2 separate regions of the Mus musculus genome follow, and region 1 is linked to region 2. Evidence: chromatin contacts called from public Micro-C data. All regions are on one chromosome and are shown on one strand. Each heading gives the region's core, a stretch centred on a gene start, on an enhancer-like site or on the middle of the called end of the contact. The rest is flanking DNA. Distances are from core to core; before and after follow the strand shown. Region 1 holds the start of Gabbr2 (gamma-aminobutyric acid (GABA) B receptor, 2). Region 2 holds the start of Anp32b (acidic (leucine-rich) nuclear phosphoprotein 32 family, member B).

Region 1 (2,700 bases), core at 164-2,663, 540 kb after region 2:
GGGATGGAAAGGTCTTGGTTCTCCAGCTCTGCTCAGAAAAGAAGGCCAGAGGGGAACCCTCTGCCACACTCCAAGTCTAGGCTCCCACGACACGAACGCCTCAAGTGTGCACCTGCTCAGCGGTGTTAGCAGCTGCTGAACAAAAGTGGAAGCGCGATCGGACACCACCACACGTCCCGGGCTAGACCTGTCAAGCCACTCTATGAGCAACTAACCCAAGGCGGGGAGAGGGGGAAGGGGAGTCTCCCAAAACTGCTCCAGCTACTGCCAGCGCTGGACAGATCCAGGCAGCAGCGCTGCAGAACCCTCCGGGCTCCGAGGCTGACCGTGGCGCGCGCGAGCCCTGAGCTGCAGAAGTGCACCACAGGATCGGTCCTGCCCGAAGCTTGGCCCCCGAGGGTCCTGGAGCCCTCTAGCCCTAAAAGGGCGGCTTGGAATTTTTAGGGTCTGGGAATAGGCCCCATAGCCTGTCCAGCTGTGGCTGGCCCAGTTTGTAATCAGTGTGCGTGTTCCTCTTACTTGGCACCTGACAACCCTAGGAGCAGCACCGGACAGGGGCAACCGGCGCAGGCCTCTGGGAGTCCAACCTCTCACATCTCTAACTCCTCCTCTGGTCAAAGGAGACCCCCATTCCACACCCACACAGAGGTGGAAGGTGCTCACAGATCAGGGTCCCACCTGCTCCAGCCAAGCCCAGTGAGACCCTGATGGACCCAGTACGCGGTCAGCCAGCGAGGAGGAGACAATCACGGCTCTGTCCCTCCTCGACGCCCCCAGCCTCGACGGCATGGGTCACTGGACACTTACCTCGGTGTCGTAGAGTCGCAGGTCCAGGAAGTAGGGGCGCAGGAGTGACTCGTTGCGGATCTGCTCGATGGCTAGCTCCACGGCGGGGAGCACGCCGCGCCCGATGCTGCCCTTGGCCACCTCCTTGGTGAGCGGCATGAGGCCCATGATGGAGAGCGGCGGGCTGCTGGGCGGCGGCCGGGGGGCGCCCCGCGCCCAGCCCCAGGCCCCGGGAGCCAACGACAGCAGCAACGACAGCAGCAGGGGCAGCAGCAGGCGCGCGGGCGGCGGCGGTGGCGGCGGCGGCCGGGGCTGCCCGGAGCTCGGCGGGGAAGCCATGCCGCGCCGCGGGCTGCGGGCGCCAGCTCACTCGGCCCGCATGGCCTGGCCCGGCCCGCCGCCCGGCGCCGAGCTCTGCCCGCGGCTCCCGCGCAATGGCGCCGGCACGGGCCCCGGCTCGGCTCCGGCTTCTGCTCGCTCAGAACGGCCGCGGCGGCGGCGGCGGCGCCCGTGACGGATCAATCACGCCGGGAAGGGGTGGGAGCCAGCGGAGTGCGGGAGGCGGGGAGCCAACGAGCGAGCGAGCGAGCGAGCGCCGAGGGGGCCGAGTCTCCGCGCGCCTCTCTCCAGCGCGGCCGCCCCGCACCCGGCCGCCTCCTCCCGCCTCCGTGCGCGATCGCAGCTCTTTCCTGCTCGGAGCCGCGGGACGTCGGACCCTGGAGCCCGGCCAGGGGAGGGAGGGCGGCAGGAGGCTCGGGAGGCGAAGGCAAGGCTGCTGAGCGGCGGCTCGGGCCGCCTCCGGGGACAGGGACGGGCCGTGCGCGCCGGGGGAGGGGGAGGCGCCGGCGCTGCGGCTGCCGCGGGGAGGGCCGTGCTCCCGGCACACGCACACTCGCGCCCCGGGCGCTGCGCCGCGCCGGCTGCTGCGGCCGGCTGACCCCGCCGCCGGGGACTGAGCTCCAGAGCCCCACGTTCGGGGGAATCGAAGCTGCTATGCGCGGGGGACGCGGGCGCCTCGCCTTGCGCTTCCTGTAGCACCTGCAAGGTGGTTGGGTACTGCTTCTCCCAGGTCTGGGCGGGCGAGTCGAGGAAACGAACGTTCTACAAAGGTGTCCTAGGGGCACCAGCAGCCTGCGCTCTCCTGTGCCAGCTACCAGGGAACCTGGGACCCTTGATCCAGTCTGGAGTCCTTTGCCAAGCCCAGGTCAGGGCTGGGATAGGAGACCTATGAGTACTACCGCCTCCTCCAGGCGTTTGACCTCCCGGTGTCCCCAGTCCCAGAGGGCCCCGCCTTAAAATTCTCCCCTGGGTGGGAACCCTGTCTTCAGTCCCAAGAAGCACAGCCTGGACTTGGCTCATTCTGTCTCCCAGGTGGTATAAACACACTGGATAACCCCAGGCAAAGTAGTCCTGGACAAGATGAACCTGAGTAACCCCTCTGTGCCTCCCTGTGAATCATGGCACTTGTGAGCACTAACCTACAACATCCCAAAGCCTGACTAGTACAAGGATACATTACATTACATTATAAAACAGCCCATCCAAGCATTGTGGACCAAAAGCACGACCTTGTAACAAGGGTGGGAATTTAACCTTCACTAACTGCTTGCTACCTGACATATCTGATGTATCCTCAAAACAGCCGTATACGCTTAGTACAGTGGGTCTATCATTCCCGTTTTACAGAAGAATACACTGATCGATAATATACAGCTAATACAGGGGAAGCAGAATGCACAGCCACAAAGGACTCTTATGCACCCCTGATATTGGAAAGCCCTTCCAAAAGGAGGACATGGAGGCCACGGTGCTCTCAGTAGCTCTAGATCCCGTTCCTCCACACAGTTTGTAATGGGTCATCTAAATGGAGTCTGCATATTTGGAGCTGGGCAGGAAACCCGGAGGAAACCTGGA
Region 2 (2,700 bases), core at 63-2,562:
ATTCCTCATTTTTTTTCAATTAAGATATCACCAACTTCATAGGGGTTGCCTGAAAGTTAAATGGGACATAACAGCGCAAGCTCTTAAAAGCCAATGCTCGGTGATTGATTATGGAAGCGCTTCAGTAGATTTTTTTTTTTTTTTTTTGAAAAGCTTTTTGCATAGCTCAGTGAAGCCTATCAGGTAATAGTTGGAGATCTTTTGTGACAAGGAGCACAGCACTCCCTTCCTTTCCCCACATTCTCCTGTCTTAGCCTTCCAGACTACCACGGAATTATGAGTGAATCTACACCTATAACTATTCACCTTTCCCCCATAACCTACACATCTTCTTTTCTCTTGAATTATTATTTCTGAATCTGATATATAATCATTTAAAAGTTTGGGCCTCTAAGGCAAAATGGGATGATAGGAAGAGGCTTCTTGCACTAAAATCTTAGGGTAATACCTAGATGATGTTTTTCTCCAGTAAACAGTAATCTTTAGTGCCTCTGGTTAATATCAGAGGTAGGCTCCTCATTTAACACAACGCCGTGTGCTTTAAATCCAGGGACCCTTAAAATTAGACTTTGACAAAGGCTGCCAACCCAGGACTCAACTTAATGGTGACCAAGAATGTATACATCTTCCACGGGTGCCCCAAGAGATAAAAGTCAGAAGGTGGGGACTGAGGCGTCATTAAAATTACTAATGGTTTCCTTCACTAGTGGCTCACATGTTTAAAAACAGTGTTTATGTATAGTTGTTTTCTGTCTCCTTGGCTAGTTTGTAGTTTAAGTACTGATAAAGTTCTAAAGTATATTAAATTTTTTATTTTTAAAAACAAACACGTGCCAAGGGGAAAGTTTCCTGAACTGGGGATGCTCAGATGCGGCGTGGCTTGGGCAAGAGGCTGGAGCTGCCTGCCCCTGCTGATGTTTTAGTACAACACGGCGGGGAAGCGAGCACAGCCTCACCAGGGTCCTCGATGGCACTTCTAACATCACTGGACCTAAAGGCAGCGAGGTCGGGCTATGGGCCTCAAAACTGGGAGGAACAGGGTGAACCCCAAAGCCACAGCCTCTGAGGGCGCCCGAAGGCTCAGGCGAAATTGGGTCCGGGAGAGCCCGGAAGAAGGCGCGAGGCTGAGCCTGCCCGTCGACCTCCAGGAGAGCGCGGGTGCCGGTGGGGGTGGGGGCGGGGGTCCCGGCACCGGAAGGTCTTACATCAGCCAGCCCACGTGCGACCCGAGGGCCAGGAGGCGCGCGCGACCCGGGAGGCGGCGCCGCAGTCCGGGCTGAGCTTAAGGCGGGTCCCGCCCCGCCCTCCGTGCGCCTCCCAAGTCCGCGCTGCAGCCCGGGCTCCCGAGCCGAGCGGCGCCGCGCAGGGCCGAGTGGAGCCGAGCAGCCGCCGCGTCGCGTCGCCGGTTTAAGCGCAGTGCGGGGCCTTGGCCGGGGGCGGCGGTAGTGAGGCCAGAGCCGCGCTCCAGCCCCCTTTTCCCTCCATGGTTTCTCTCCGCTCCCGCGAGTAACTTGGCTCCGGGGGCTCCGCTCGCCCGCACGCCCGCACGCCGCCCGGGGACCACGCCGCCGCCTCCTCCAGCCGCCTCCCTCCGACGGCCCTCGCCGCGCAGGCCGGGTCGCCTCTCCCCCCTCCGCCCCCGCCGCGGAAAGTTAAGTTTGGAGAGGGGGGACGAGGGGAACATGGATATGAAGAGGAGGATCCACCTGGAGCTGAGGAACCGGACCCCGGCAGCCGTAAGCAGAACCCCTCGGGCGCCCGCGCCCCCCGATGACTTGCAAGTAATGGTGGCCACCTGCGGGCCACCGGGCTCCGGCCGCGGCGCGGGGAAGGCGCTGCTCGCAGCTCGGACGGGGACAGGGAAGGCGGGCGGAAGGCGCGGAGGGGGGAGCGAGCGCGCGGGCTTTAACTCTTTGGCGCCCGCGGGCCCCCGCGGCCACGGGGAGGACGGCGGGTGGAGAAGCAAACTTTGAGCCGCTCGCCCGCCCGGTCCTCTCCCGGAGGGAGCGCTCGCGCGTGTGGCCGGCGGCGAGGGCGGGCGCGGGGGTTGTGTAACGCTGGGAGCCATGTTTGCAGCCTCCCGGGATGCGCGGCCGGGCGGAGGCCGGGCCTGCCGAGGCGCCGCGCCGCCGCCAGGCCCGCCGCGGGGCCGGGCCGGGTTCCATGCGCCCCGCGGCCGACAGGGCCTCGCCGCCGAGGAGGGTGTTCGGGTCCCTGAGGGGGGCGCGGAGCCCCCCTCGGGCGCGGCCTGGCGCGGAACGGGGGAGGGGCGGGCCTGGCGGCGGAGGTGGCGCAACCGCCGCCCCTCCCGAGGCCAAGTTTGAAAAAAGGATGCGCTTCCCGCCATTTTTTCAAGCCTAAAAAAATCCAACTTTGCCCCTCCTTTGCCCGGCTCGCCTTCGCCCTCGGCCTTGCCCACGCGGGCTCCCCGGGCCAGCCGGCCCGGCACCGTCACCGCCGCGGTGGCTTCGCCCTCCCCCGCGCCGCCGCCCGGGGCCTTGCCCGAGAGGGAGGCCGGCCCCTCGGTGTGGGCGGCCGGCGGCTCCGCGCGCCAGCCGGGGCGCGCCACAGCGCCATGTTGGCGGGCGCCGTCTTCCTCCGCCGGGTGAGCCGGCCGCCCTCGCGCTGCCTGTCGGTCCCCGGGCTGCCCCCGCCCCGCGGGGCTCGTCTCCGCGCGCACTGGAAGCGCGGCGCTCGGCC

What was found. A called contact is a pair of places that touch in the nucleus more often than the background predicts.
Region 1: a Micro-C map of embryonic stem cells shows a contact between it and region 2, with 8 times the contacts expected there. The contact joins the promoter of Gabbr2 here to the promoter of Anp32b in region 2. A contact is called at or near these places in 1 of 39 promoter capture datasets (pre-B cells) and 1 of 484 Hi-C or Micro-C datasets (embryonic stem cells).

Annotation. Positions count from the first base shown.
Region 1 is chr4:46,990,301-46,993,000 of GRCm38.p6, forward strand. It overlaps Gabbr2 (gamma-aminobutyric acid (GABA) B receptor, 2), which reads right to left and starts at 1,414. Exons shown (of 19, transcript NM_001081141.2): 1 at 808-1,414. The coding sequence starts at 1,125.
Region 2 is chr4:46,449,614-46,452,313 of GRCm38.p6, forward strand. Anp32b (acidic (leucine-rich) nuclear phosphoprotein 32 family, member B) reads left to right here and starts at 1,313. Exons shown (of 7, transcript NM_130889.3): 1 at 1,313-1,736. The coding sequence starts at 1,683.